Linked DNA regions of Drosophila melanogaster: regions 1 and 2 are each linked to region 3. A link is a contact called in public Hi-C and HiChIP or PLAC-seq data. All regions are on one chromosome and are shown on one strand. Each heading gives the region's core, a stretch centred on a gene start, on an enhancer-like site or on the middle of the called end of the contact. The rest is flanking DNA. Distances are from core to core; before and after follow the strand shown. Region 1 holds the start of CG14635. Region 2 holds the start of Sec22 (Secretory 22). Region 3 holds the start of Lztr1 (Leucine zipper like transcription regulator 1).

What was found. Hi-C and Micro-C count contacts between places; a contact is called where the count stands out from the background. HiChIP or PLAC-seq counts read pairs in DNA pulled down with a chosen protein or histone mark.
Region 1: a contact with region 3 is called in a Hi-C map of the Kc167 cell line, with 4 times the contacts expected there. The contact joins the promoter of CG14635 here to the promoter of Lztr1 in region 3. A contact is called at or near these places in 15 of 107 Hi-C or Micro-C datasets (the Clone 8 cell line, the Kc167 cell line, the OSC cell line and 9 more).
Region 2: an H3K27ac HiChIP or PLAC-seq map of the Kc167 cell line shows a contact between it and region 3, with 6 times the contacts expected there. The contact joins the promoter of Sec22 here to the promoter of Lztr1 in region 3. A contact is called at or near these places in 59 of 107 Hi-C or Micro-C datasets (the D17-c3 cell line, the Kc167 cell line, the ML-DmBG3-c2 cell line and 19 more) and 3 of 6 datasets of contacts at active chromatin or transcription factors (the Kc167 cell line and the S2 cell line).

The regions. Positions count from the first base shown.
Region 1 is chrX:841,956-846,231 of dm6, forward strand. It overlaps CG14635, which reads left to right and starts at 2,868. Exons shown (of 1, transcript NM_130508.2): 1 at 2,868-3,342. The coding sequence starts at 2,882. The coding sequence ends at 3,241. CG43867 reads right to left here. Exons shown (of 13, transcript NM_001272180.1): 4 at 1,157-1,219. CG3713 reads right to left here. Exons shown (of 1, transcript NM_144244.3): 1 at 4,216-4,276.
Region 2 is chrX:804,331-808,702 of dm6, forward strand. It overlaps Sec22 (Secretory 22), which reads left to right and starts at 1,746. Exons shown (of 4, transcript NM_130507.3): 1 at 1,746-2,229; 2 at 2,303-2,412; 3 at 2,639-2,940; 4 at 3,024-3,870. The coding sequence starts at 2,155. The coding sequence ends at 3,172. CG13358 reads right to left here and starts at 591. Exons shown (of 2, transcript NM_130506.3): 1 at 1-591. The coding sequence starts at 567. CG43867 reads right to left here. Exons shown (of 13, transcript NM_001272180.1): 13 at 3,887-4,372.
Region 3 is chrX:925,591-930,022 of dm6, forward strand. Lztr1 (Leucine zipper like transcription regulator 1) reads right to left here and starts at 1,992. Exons shown (of 6, transcript NM_130513.4): 1 at 1,106-1,992; 2 at 1-1,043. The coding sequence starts at 1,857. CG43867 reads right to left here and starts at 2,385. Exons shown (of 13, transcript NM_001272180.1): 1 at 2,267-2,385. MED22 (Mediator complex subunit 22) reads left to right here and starts at 2,549. Exons shown (of 3, transcript NM_130514.5): 1 at 2,549-2,737; 2 at 2,794-2,895; 3 at 2,960-3,270. The coding sequence starts at 2,626. The coding sequence ends at 3,177. CG3708 reads right to left here. Exons shown (of 1, transcript NM_130515.3): 1 at 3,208-4,432. The coding sequence starts at 4,394. The coding sequence ends at 3,306.

The sequences.
Region 1 (4,276 bases), core at 1,618-4,117, 83 kb before region 3:
GCACACAGAGCTAAGTGAAGCCGGGGATTCGAAGGTGGCCAAGGATCCGGGAAACATCGCCGGGCAACGGTGGCTCTATCTCTCTGAGCTACCCATGATCTGGATTTGGTAGGGGGAGCATGTAATGCACAGAGAGAAATGGGAGAGAATATTTCCTGTTCGATTTAAGGGTTCTTCTGTGTGCATAAAGTATTCAACGCTTTTTCCACCAATACTGGTTGCCTTTCTTTCGGGCAGTGCAGAGGCGAAACTAAATGTCGCGAGGGAGATGGTGTAAATATTTGCATTTCGCTTGTTTTTTGGCGTGTTGCGTTAGGCAAAGCCAAAAGGCTCCGGGGACTTGTTAATGTAAACAATGCGCATTTGATATTGAAAGCATAAGTACGAGGAGCTGGGGCAGAATCGAGCAATCGGAAGGGGGCAAATACAGCCTGTGTATTTCGTCCTTTTGGGGTAGTTTTGTGCCACGGAGGAAAGGGGCTATAAAGCTTCACTTCGCTTGCAGCAGCACGAACTCCAACGCAGGCCTGCATTAAAGCGTGTATCCGGGGAGCACTGGGTGACAAGGGAATTCGATGTAGGCTTGTGTACCGAGCACACGCTGTGGAGCCGGATCCCTTTACCCCTCCCTTAATAGAAGTAGAGGCACTCAACAAAATACAAGGTGGTAATAAGGACAAAGCCTCTGTGAACACTTGGAACAACCTCATCTGTATAGATATATTTAAAAGAAATCACTGGTAGTCGTATCTTAAGATCTTTCTTTTCAATGAATCTTATAAAGATAGATTTCCGATTTTAGAATTTTGGAGTGGATGCACATACAGTGCTATGTAAGTTTAAAATTTGAATTAATTTCGCGAAGTGTGTGTCTGCCGCTTGAGTTGGTTACAAATTTTAGGTTGGCGGGCCAGTTTTGTTGTTAGTCACAGCTGTGAGTGGCCCCTGCTCGACGAACACCCCCCCTTAGCTACAGTTTCTCCATCCCTGTATAGAACATCATTGTCATGAAAATCTGGGGACCCTCCACCTTTAAGCTGTCCTCTAATGTGGGGGCTCTGTGCAGGATAGACTGGATCCCCTAACCATCGTTTTAATTTTGCCACCCAAGCGATAAGGATTAGAAGCGGGGGATGGGAGTCATTTAATGGCTTACCTTATCTTCGGCTTCCTCGGCGCGTTCTTCCGCTTCAATGACTCGCTGTTCGAGCTCCGTTAGCTGCAAGTAGAAAGAAAGAGACTTGGTTAAAACACGCATATATCCTTAATAACAGGATCTAAACATGACTAAGCATTAACAATTGTGGGATAATATTGATGTCTTATTCTGCAGCTTTAGTTTGTTATATATAATTACATTTTTATATTTGTAATTTATACATCGTTTCGTCAGATTTTCAGGAGTTCTTACCAGGTGGGTGCCCCTGCCCCTGCCTTTATATATATCTAAATTTTTCTTCCGACAACTATTAAAATCTAACTAATATTGTAAAAGGTTTGAAAAAATATACTTAATTAAATATAAATACTTTTGTAGATCTGTATGTAAAATATTACGTGGCGCCATCTATATCTGAAGGCGTGTTAATTCTGAAAATTGCCCAAGTAAAAGGTATCTGATAGTCAGGGCATTTGACCACAACGTTTCTTCATGGTTTTATTTCATAAGCCACAGAATACTTAATTAACTTTATTAGTTGGGAATTGGTTATACTTCCAAAAAATTATTCTTAAGCCTCTTAGTTTTCAATGGATCTGTAAAAAAATTTACAGTGTAATTTCAAATTCGATTCTACAACCCGATGTAAACATTTATCTGATACACCCTCTAACAAATTATTCAACTTAGTGCAGACACAAACCCTGATAAGAAGAAGTTCCCAGTATTTTCCGGTGTGGTGAATTCCGTTTGAGCTCTTAAAAAATGGTTATTTTGCGGTCCTTATGCTTTTGGGGTTTTTCAGCATGGGAGGTTTTTCATTGGGAATCATCTACCCAGCCACCCAAAGGATGGTCTATCCATCAATGAATCAATCATGGGAAATGACACACAATTTGCAGCTAATAGTAATAATGCTCTCTAGCTAATACAATTCATGTCGCTGGGATCTGCTTCTTTGCACCTGGTATTACGATAATTTTGGAAAACGGGGCTAATTTCGCCCTTGGTCGCTTGCTTCGCGCGTTCTGAACTCAATGGATTGCCATTTAAGAAAGGTGAAAAGCCGGCCGCGGAAATAGCCCTCGAGGAATTCCCGTCCAATTAATCACCAAAGTGGCCTACGGAACCCAAGAGTCCAAAGGGAGGAAGGGCGTAGAGGAAGATGGTTAAACGTCGCTAAGGGGTCCACTTGAAGCGCGCAAGAGATCGACTGCCGTCTATTTTGAATGTCTTAAGTGCATTAATTTCCGCTTTTTATGCCATTCAAGTGGCCACTCAGTTAAGGGGGCGGACGGGGGTGTGGAGCCCATTGATTGATGGACGTCAAATTGCTGTGCGAAATATGAAGAAGCCTCCTCTACCGATGATGAATGGCGGAGCGGAAGTGGCAGGAAACGTCAGCTTGACTTGATGGTAAGCTTTCATACATCTCTTCAGTCTGAGTTAACCTTTGCTAAGCTGTTTGAGGAGTATACTCGTACTCCTCTACTCAAAGGAGAATCTAACTGCATATCCAATCAAATGTGAAGTACAAGTACCGTCTAAAATTTCCAACATTGTTAGGAAGTGTTTTTATTTGTTCGCTTGGTCGCTTGGTAATGACTAAGTCTACTTAGTGTACTAATTGGCTGAGCCATTCCCTTTGCCAAAAACAGCTGCATAGCTGCACGATTATAAATAGGGTGGAACCACCGACAAACTCGCCCAGAAGCAACAAATATGTGCTCTAGTTTAAGCGACTTGTTTGCCTGTATCAGGGCCCAGGGAAATTCCGACACGGATTCCACCAGCACCACCCATCGGCGGAATATCGCTGACCTGGACGATGAGGCGCCCGATCTGCAGCTCCAACAGGAGCAGACCCGCAAGTGGAACGATCTTTCTATGCCACAGCGACACGATTCGTTTCCAGTTCCTCCTCCTTCAGCTGGATCTCCATCAACGGGCTACCTTCGTCCCTCATTGCGGTCAGCACGGGTCTCCTACGAAGCCTTGGAGCGCTACGATCGAATTTTTGGCAGATCTTTCCAAGACGCCGGGTCATCTGGTTCAGTTCGAAATATTCCCGACCAGTTCTAGGCGGAAATTGTTTGGGATTTCGGCATTGACATTAAACATGTGATCCCGCATATTCCGCTAAAAGTCGAACACAATAAATACATTTTACACATTTTCCTGACTTGACTATATGGACAATTTACTTGCATGCGATGGCTGGCTGGTGTTCGGCGCTGCGACGAAACTTGGCCAAACCATTGGATTAAACATAAAGCTGAAAAGGCAGAAAGTTCGGTTCGACTTGCGTGCGTGAAAGATTGCGAAGGTTTTACCGGATTTGGCCGTCCTCATCCGTACACCTGTTTAATCAGGGGCGTTCTGGCCTGCCAATTGGCGACTTAATTGGAAGGAAATGAAGCGGCGGCCTAAAGCAGAAAACATTTGGCATTAATTGCTGGTGGTGTGCCAAGGGGGGTTGGGGAGGGGGTCCACTTTCCTTCAGACACTTCAGACTTAAACACACAAGTTTTACAAATGTGGCACGCAGTCGCAACAAGAACGGAAACGGAAAATGTTATTTCGCAGCCACGAATGCAATTCCAGCAAACAAATGGCTCACAATGGGTGAAGTAAACCCCCGAAGCCACTACTGCCAAAGGAGGTGACTTTGCCCATTAGTCGGTTTAGGTGTCGTTTGCCGCTCTGCTGAAAGTTTCCAGCGAATGTCGCACTAAAAGTTGTCTTTCTCGCGATTGCGATACAGATGTGAATATATAGGAGGTCTTAAAGGGTGGGTGGACAATGCTGCAAGGAGCATGGAAGCAGATCTTGATGGGCTGCAGTAGCTGTGTCTTATCCGACTCGGAATTGCTTTGGAAGAAACGAGTTCACACTGACTGTATGCTACGACCGGAAGAAGAGCCCAATTGATAGGTCAACAATGAAACAGTGCAACTGCAAACTTGCTTTAGAAACGTATTACTCTGTGGTCTGCGCGTCGTATACGTAATGCGACCTACCGCCCCACAAAACGAAATAAAACATTTTAACAGTTTACAAACAATATTTTCATATTTATACTCATTTCCATCAGTACTCGTAGAGTAAATAAGTCAA
Region 2 (4,372 bases), core at 496-2,995, 120 kb before region 3:
CAAATCATCTCCTCCAGCCCCTCCGACTCCGTTGGCAGACGGAACAGCACTATCAGCTTGTCCACCGGCAAGCGGAGTAAACACGGCAGCCAGACGCACAGGCACAAAGGCTGGGAGCCGCACTGTAATGGGAGTGCCGGAGGGCGGAACAGCCGGTGACGGGATTGCAACGGAGACTGGTATGGGTGTGGGTCGTGGCGGAGGAGGTGGTGGTGGTGGCAGTGGAGGCGGAGGAGGTCTACGTGTGCTGGCATCCGCTGGCGACGCAGTCGTTGTTGTGGCCGATTCCTCCTCGACCTCCTTCCAGGCCTCCAGCAGGGTCAGCAGCTCATCCTTGCTCATGTGGCCGAGACCAACGGGGCTGTAGGGCCACTCGCCCACTCCGAGTCCACTACCAACACTATTCCAGCCTAAAGAGGGCACTTGTTCCACTTGCTCTACGTGACCCAGCGGAGTCTCGAACAGGCTCCTTTGGGGACGTGTGAGGAGCAGCTGCTGACCAGCCAGCCCATTGCACAGGATCTGCATGAGGAGACCCAGGAGCGTCGCACGAACTGACCCGGCCATGACTGACTTTGTATTGTGGAGCCTCTAGGTGGAGCAGTGGCTTATATATACATACCTGCTTTCAACGGAACGAGGAAGGAGGCCAAGCCGAGCAAAACGGAAGCGCACGCATTCCGCTGCGGGTGATCCGATCACACGATGAGAAAATAGGTTGACCGCAGTCCTCGATGGGCTCAGAGTTAATTGAAATGCATTCGATTTAAGATCACAGTACAAGCATTTTAAATAATGTCATAAGCTTTCCCGCTTTGATCACAAACTTGTGTATATCTTAGCATTCTTCGGTATGAGCAGAAATGGGAATGGTTATTCGCATTCGCTTGCAGGGCTTCAATTCATAATATACATAGATGAATAAGTCGCATTCGATATGAATTATTTTCCCAGTGCAAAGATTTTTCCGGTGGTCGCTTGAAACGCACATTCGCACGCAGCTCCATCGCCAAGTACCACAGGTAGTCCATATAGTTGGGTCCCTGCCTCAAGTCCAAGTCCGGTTTCGCGGGCGAACCACTTTTCCTTCTGGGGATGGATGTGGATGTCCATGCAGAGGATGGTCTTCGCGGGCGAACCGGTTGGGCTTGGTCATCGACTTTTGGGGGGTCCAACCCACTTCCGGCATCTGCGCCAGCGGATTTGAGTCTGCGAAAGCGGCGCGACGTGCCAGGGATTTCGATTTATGTTGGTTAATAATTTAAATAAATATTTATTTATATTTAAATATTTGAAATAATATATTCGCAACTCGATTGCCAATATAAAAAATAAAAATACCAAAGACCAATTGGTCGGATTGGGACTCAAAACAGCTATAGAACAATGCATCTGGGCGCCAGGTTCATGGGTGAATCGAAGTATTGTACTTCTATTGAACTTCTGGGGATCCTTAATCCGCATCCTGTGTACAACACACGCATACAAAAAGCAAACTCCACATTACAGCAGAGCGCAAGCTGTCAAAGCTGTAGACCTGGGAAAATAGCTTTGCGGGAAAGCCCGGAAACTCGAAAGCGCCATTTTCAGGGGCATGCTGGCTTGAAAACGAGTTGAAAGCGTATTTCCATATCGTGCATTTAAAGAAACGAAGAAACGAATGGTATAATGGACTTCCGTTAATGTGACCGTTGGCGGTCGGTACTCTGAGATACTCTGCGGTATTCGGTATGCCTCGCACCATTCGGTATATTTACACGGACATACCGGTGACGTGGTTACATTGCAACAAACATCCACAGAAACCTCCAATCCACTCCAATCCCAGACACCCGCCCGCCGCGACGTTGCAACACAGTTTTCATGGTAGCAGCGAACGTTCCCGATTCGAGGCAGAGTCCATTTGGAAGTCCCGGGCATCGCAGGAGCACTGCGGCAAGCACCGACCGATCGGCTGAGTTGTGAAATCCAAGAAGTGGAAGAGGACGACCGGACACAAACTTCACACACTGGTGACTGGACTGCAGCGGATCCACATCGGAATAAGTAGCAGCCAGTGGAAGGAGGCGACGGCAGAGTGCAGCCGTGGCCAAGAAGACTTGAGACGCAGCCCCGTAGTTCCGCGAGCAATCGTAACCAGGAACAGCAGAAGCCATGGCGCTGCTGACCATGATAGCCAGGGTCATCGATGGCCTTCCTCTGGTGGGGACCATGCAGGATGACGAGCAGGTACCCGTGTGCATCACTTTCTAATACGTTGCATTCCGTTCCGCTCCCGCAACTAAGTCGCTTTCACTTTCAGAGCGGACGCAGCATACTGGACTACCAAAACCAGGCTAAGATGCTCTTCCGCAAGCTGGGTACCCACTCCCCGGCTCGATGCAGTATCGAGACCGGACCCTACCTATTCCAGTGAGTAGCCCCAATTCGTGGCACCTTTGCCAGGGCATAGACCATTAAAATCACACCATGTACAAAGGTTTCTCGGCTCCGCGGGTAGTCAGTGACAGTTGATTTAGTTTCGGAACAAAGAGTATAGATGTAATTTGATACGAAGTTAAATTAAACGCTCACTGCTTGCGAAAGCCAGAAGATGCAATGGGCGCCCCAATTAAAATATTCCACATTTTCCCTGCAGCTACCTAATCGAGAACGACGTCTGCTACCTGGTGATGGTGGACAAGATGTACTCAAAGCGACTGGCCTTCAATTACCTGGAGGACCTGGCCCAGGAGTTCCATGCTAACTACGGCCGGCGAGTAAACTCAGTGACTCGCCCATACGCATTCATCGAGTTTGACGTGTACATACAGAAGGCGAAAAAACAGTTGACGGACCGCAGACGCAACATCAGCAACATCAACACACAGCTGCAGGATGTGCAGCGCATCATGGTGCAAAACATTGACGACGTGCTCCAACGTGGCACAGTGCTGGCGGGTAACTACTACTACTACTATCTACGCGACTATCTACGCGTGATTGTGGGATTCAACTGACGTTCACCCCGTTTTTCCTTCCAGAACTCGACACCAAGACCCAGAACCTATCGATGATGTCACAGAAGTACAAGAAGGACGCCAAGCTGCTCAACCGAAAGTCCATGTACGTGAAGGCGATGGCCTTGGGCATGATACTTCTAGTGTTCATCATGTATTTCTGGGTTCTGTAATATCAAGCAGTTCCATGGCCACTCGGAGCGGCGCGTTCTTTGTTGGAGTCAAGCGTCAAGGACGCAAGACCAAAAGACATTTAGATTACGCGTGCACCTGTACTCCACGCCACCAACCACACCATATTCATTCATATCTATGAATCATAGGCAAGCGAAAAGTGAATAGCGAAACCCCCTACCAGCATACGCATCGCTCCCGAGGATTGTTTTACTTCTAATATTAACTTACCTTTGCGTTATTTACGGTCTGGGATTCCATTAATTATTAACTCCCATTTCATTTCGCCTCGCGCTTCCGTTGCGCAGGTTTTCTAAATATTTGATTACGAATCGGGTTTAGTTTAGACGACCTTTGAGCCAAGTCGGTTGACTACGACCCAAATCTGTAAATTATGAGCGTCGATCCGTGTGTGTGTGTATAAATGTCTAGATTGTAGATGGATCGCTGCATAGCGAATCCGAATCCGGCGGAGTGCTTGATACAAGCTGCAAAAACACCGCAAAAAACAAAAGAAAAAGAAAAGATAACAAGCGAACCGAAAGAAAAGAAAAGAAGAGAAAGGGAAATAAACAATAACAGTTTTAGGCAATTTATATGTGTAAAATTAAGGCAAATAAATAAATTTATATTGTTTAATAAAGAGAAGGCAAAACTGTGTTCGATGCACTACCCAAGCCCGAAAGATAGAAACTGCATCTGATTTTTGGTTTAGTTTTAATCGATAATTTCCCTTTATATATTTTTCGATTCACTGAGTGTGATGTGATACATTCGCCTTTATAGTTTATATCCACTTGCAAGCCTTCGAATTACGATTCTTCTCAATGAATTTCTCGATCTGATCCGATCCCGATCCCATTCGGTCTCATATCGTCCCGCTAAATGTCCGTTTTCGTTGCGTCTCAGCGCATATAAATTTGTAATATCAAATCTTTACAATTAGGAAAAAAATGCGCTGTTGCCATATACACTGCTATATCGTAATTTGGTGTGTATAGTTTTGTGAAATATCGAATCCGAATACATATATACGCTCTCTACATAACTACATATGAATGCATATGCTTTGTGGGGGGGGATGTGTGAAATGGTCTGCAATAATTAATTAACTGGGGAGAAGAGCAATCATCTACCGAATTTTGCAACCTCCTCTGGCTTCCGTGTACTAGGCTGTGGTTCTGCTGAAGCTCTGGTGG
Region 3 (4,432 bases), core at 742-3,241:
TCGAGCGCGCCGCCACAAAGGCGATGTGTGCTAGTATGCGAATCTCCTCCGCTCCGACAATAAACTGAATGTCGCAGAACTGTTTGTCCTGGAAGAATTTTCCGAAGTCATCGCGCAGCGTGCACTTCGGGTACGACGAGAACTGGAAGCGATAGGTGTCGCCCCTTCTCACACTATTGTCCACGGTTCCGCCAAATATGTACATGGCATCGCAGATGACTGCCGAGGCATGGAACACTCTACCCGAAGGCACATCCGAATTCTGTTCAGGCTGGATGACGGACCAGACCTGCGAGTCTAGATCGTAGCAGTGTAAATCGTTGGGCAGCGTTGAGTCCGCCGATCCCCCGAAGACATACAGGAACCGATCGTGATGCACCATCGTGTGGCCATATCGTCGCGAGGGCGGAGCTGAGGTAGCGCCTCGCAAGACGGGCTCATTGGAAATGCGTCGCCAAGTTCGCGTCTTGAAGTGGAACTCAAAGAGCGAGTTCGTTATCTGCAAGCCACTCTGCCCCGAAAAGACGTACATGGCGTCCCTGGCCACTGCCACGGGGAAATTGCAGCACGTGGGCGGACGATCGCCCAGCTGATCCACCTCCTCCCACTGATTTTCACCGGTGAGGTTTAGCGTCCACATGTCGTTCAGCCGAGCATTGCCATCGTAGCCCGCATAGATCCACATTTTGTTGTCATACACGGCTGCTCCGTGAGCGGATCGAGGAACCGGCTGGCGTCCGGAGAACTTCCATTCCACCCACATGGCGCTCTGGAACTTGTATTCGAACAGATCGTTCTTGTTGGTCAAGTTTGAGTTGGAGTGAATGTCGCCGGTGTAACCCCCAAAGATGAACATAGAGCTGCCGGCCACCACCGCCGAGTGGTGGTATCGCGGAGCAGGCGGAGTTCCTGTTGCACATGCGCGGCCCCATGACTTGTCCTTAACGCCGAAGCGAATCAGGTCGTTTAGCATGTTCTTGCCGTTGTCACCTCCGAATACAAACATCGCATCCTTGTAGGCCACCACTGTGTGCTTGCTTCGCCTGATTGGGAAGAAAGGGATAGGGAATATAGATATTTTCATCTATATGGCTTCACAACTCACTTGGCGCCCACGAACTCGGCGCATTCGAGCATCCTGGTCCACTGATGCGTGGCCGTGTAGGAGGTGAAGTCCACGTTCAGGGCATTGCAGCTGTAGCTACCCGGGGAAGTGGCCTTTCCGCTTCCACTGCCACTTCCACTGCTGGCATTGCTTGCCGCGTCATATGCCATACTACATCCCGATCCTCCTGGTCCGCTGCTGCAGCTGCTGCCCGGAGGATGCGAGGAGGAGGCCGCTCCACCACCGCCATTCCCTCTAGAGCTTCTCATTGAACTGGACATGGACATTCGGAGATTCGCCCGTATGTGCTGGGCGTCTAAGCAGCCGGCGGTGGAGGCGCTTTTCCTGGCCTTGTTCCGTTTGCTCGACTTGAAGGAGCTGCGCAAGAAGAAACTCTCGTGGTGCGGACTCGAATTCTGGCTGGGACTCTGCTGATTGGCAGCTGCCATACAAGCGGGGCAATAAAGGATCCCGGCAGGAGTGCTGCCACCGCTGATGTTGGCTAATCCTCTGTCCCTGTCGCGATCCCGCTCAAATCCACCTCCGCCACTAGCTCCGGTCACAAATCCGCACACCGCACTCAATCCACTGGAAATCGAACTGGAGCCCAGCCCACAGCTAGCGCGCCCGCTTCCGCTGGTACTCCTGCTCCCAGAGGCGCTTCCTCCTGCTCCACCTCCTCCGCAGCCTCCTCCGCCACCACCTCGTTCCGTGGATGCCACGCCAACGCCTCCGCTGATCGACTTTAGCATTAATTCATCACACGCCGGAAGGATCCTCCGTCGTCCTCGTTGTGGGTAATCGTGCTCCGGTTTTCACAAATTCCAGATTTTATATGCAATTGTATACATTCGCAGCTTAACTCGTAGCTGTTATCGGCTATCGATAACGCAACAGTATAGCCATGGTATTTGGTATATTTCACACTGTTCGCTATAGTTCACACACATACACTCTCGCACGGAAGATTTAACTGAACCGAACCATTATAACGGTAGAAACTGTTAACTTTACTTTTCCAATAAAGAACTTGGAATTTAACTTAAAACTAAATGTTCCTTAGCATTGCCGCGTGGCGCCCACTTGAAATGGGTTCAATGTGGGGCAGGCGTGTCTCTTTGCCCATTCTTTTTAAATTTTTAAAATTGTGTGCAGACTCACCACGTTCTGGTGGCATTAGCGGCCGACGAGAATTTCGTCGCTGACTTCGTAGTTCATTTTGTTGGCTTGCATTTAAAGACGCCATCGAACGTAGGATATTTAAGCACAAACACAATTATTACGATTTTAACCAACCGCTTAACCAGAAAACTGAACTTTTTGTGACGCTTTGCAGTTGGCGGGCGGCATGTCTTTGGTATATAATGTGTGTCAAATGAATTTGCGTCAAGTTGGCGTCGGTGAGTTAGGACGGTATTTATGGTCGGAAAATACGTGGTCACACTGTACATATAAAAAACGACGAGAAGCGGGTTTGTCTAAAATAAATTGTTGAACTAAGTTAAGGTAGAATTAGGACAATGGCCAGCGGATCCAGGACAACCATTTTGCCCCAGTCGAAGGAGGCGCTTCTGAAGTCCTATAATGCGCGCCTCAAGGACGACGTTCGCAGCATGCTGGAGAATTTTGAAGGTAAGTGCGGCTCAGTTGCTCCGAGCAATAGATTGTAATACCGTGTTCTCCTCCAGAAATACTCAAGCTGGCGCGCCGTGAGAGCCACAGCCAGATTTCGAAGACCACGCAGTGCGAACAGGATGCCCTGGAAATGCAGGTCCGCGCGGCCAACATGGGTGAGTAAATCCACTCCCTGGGAACCAGATTCGAGCCATTTCCTTCATGCATTCCGCTTTATAGTCCGTGCCGGCGAGTCTCTGATGAAGCTGGTGGCCGACCTAAAACAGTACCTAATCCTCAACGACTTTCACTCGGTCAACGAGGCCATCACAAACAATTCGCAGCTGTTCAGGAACACACAGAGCGAGTGCGACAAGAAGCTGATGAAACTTAGGGACGAAATGGCCATGGACTTGTACGACCTGGAGGAGGAGTACTACACCAGCATTTTTAAGTAGCGCTAGGAGGGGAAGGGGTTCACCTTATTTGTGATGAACTGGCTTTGGCCGAACTGTAGAATTTAATAAGAAATCATTACCACATTCACTTGTAAATTTTGTTTAGCAAACAGCTAGTCGCGTCGCACTCACAAGACCTGCTCCTGTTCCGCCTCCGAGGACAAGGAGCGACTGTCCGGAGAGGCCGCGCTCAGGCTGTCAACTAGGTCGCCCGTGTAAAAGAGCACCGCCTTCGGGACGATTTGGGTGCGTAGCAGGAAGCCCACTTCGAAATCGTTGCCAAGGATCAGCTTGGTCTTTTCATCCGCGAGCGACAGGTCCAAGGCCTGCGGCGGAGCAAAGAAGCGAAAGAAGGACTCCCGAGGCATGACCTTGGTGACTCGGTGTGCTCTGTTCCTTCGCCTGCTTTCCACCGTTTGGAGAGTGAGATTGGAGCCATCGCGCCAGTGGATGTGGCAGCCTTCGCAACGAACTATTTCGGGCCCTTCGAACAGAAAGGGATACTCCGGGTCCGCCGAGTGCTGCAGAAAGTAGCGCTTCGTGAGCAGCAGCGAGGAATCGTGCAGGAAGCTATTGGGCCGAAACTGAAAGATGACCATGTAGCTGTCCTGGTCGTAAGCCAGGCGCACATCCATTAGGCTCTCCAGAAGCGGCTCGTCGTGATCCTGGACCAACTCCGAGAGCAGGGGCACGTTCTGGAAAACTGTCAGCCAAAAGCGTGGAACACCCAGCGTAGTCGGCGAAACCGGAGCCAGTTTTTGCCTCAGCTGTCGCAGCTCCTCGTTGTTCCCGAAGTCCAGGTACAGAGCATCCTGCGGGTCCTCGGGCCAGGTCTTCTCCGTTTGGATCGGTGGCTCCACCGAACCCTCCAAAATATCCCGCCTCGCATCGAAGAGCGCGCAGCTCTGGCCGTAGAAACGTCGCTCCAGCTCGTAGACTTCCCGGAAGAACTGCTCCGAAATGCGTACCTGTTGCAGCTGATTGTGCCGCAGTGCCCGTATGCGGTTCTGCACGGGCTCCGCCAGCTGGCCGATCATGTGCCGCAGAAAGGCCTTCCGGCTGCGGGCGGGAAGGTCCGCCGGACTCAAAGCCGGCTCTGTGGACTCCTGGGTATATGTGCCCAGGGAGCGCAAGGACCCGCTGATGCCGTCTGCCCTCGACTCCGTGTGGCTGTCTTCCTGGGTAACCCCCTCCGCGCTGTCAGCCATCCCAATCATTGTGCAATTCGGTGCAATAACTTCGAAATTTGGCAACA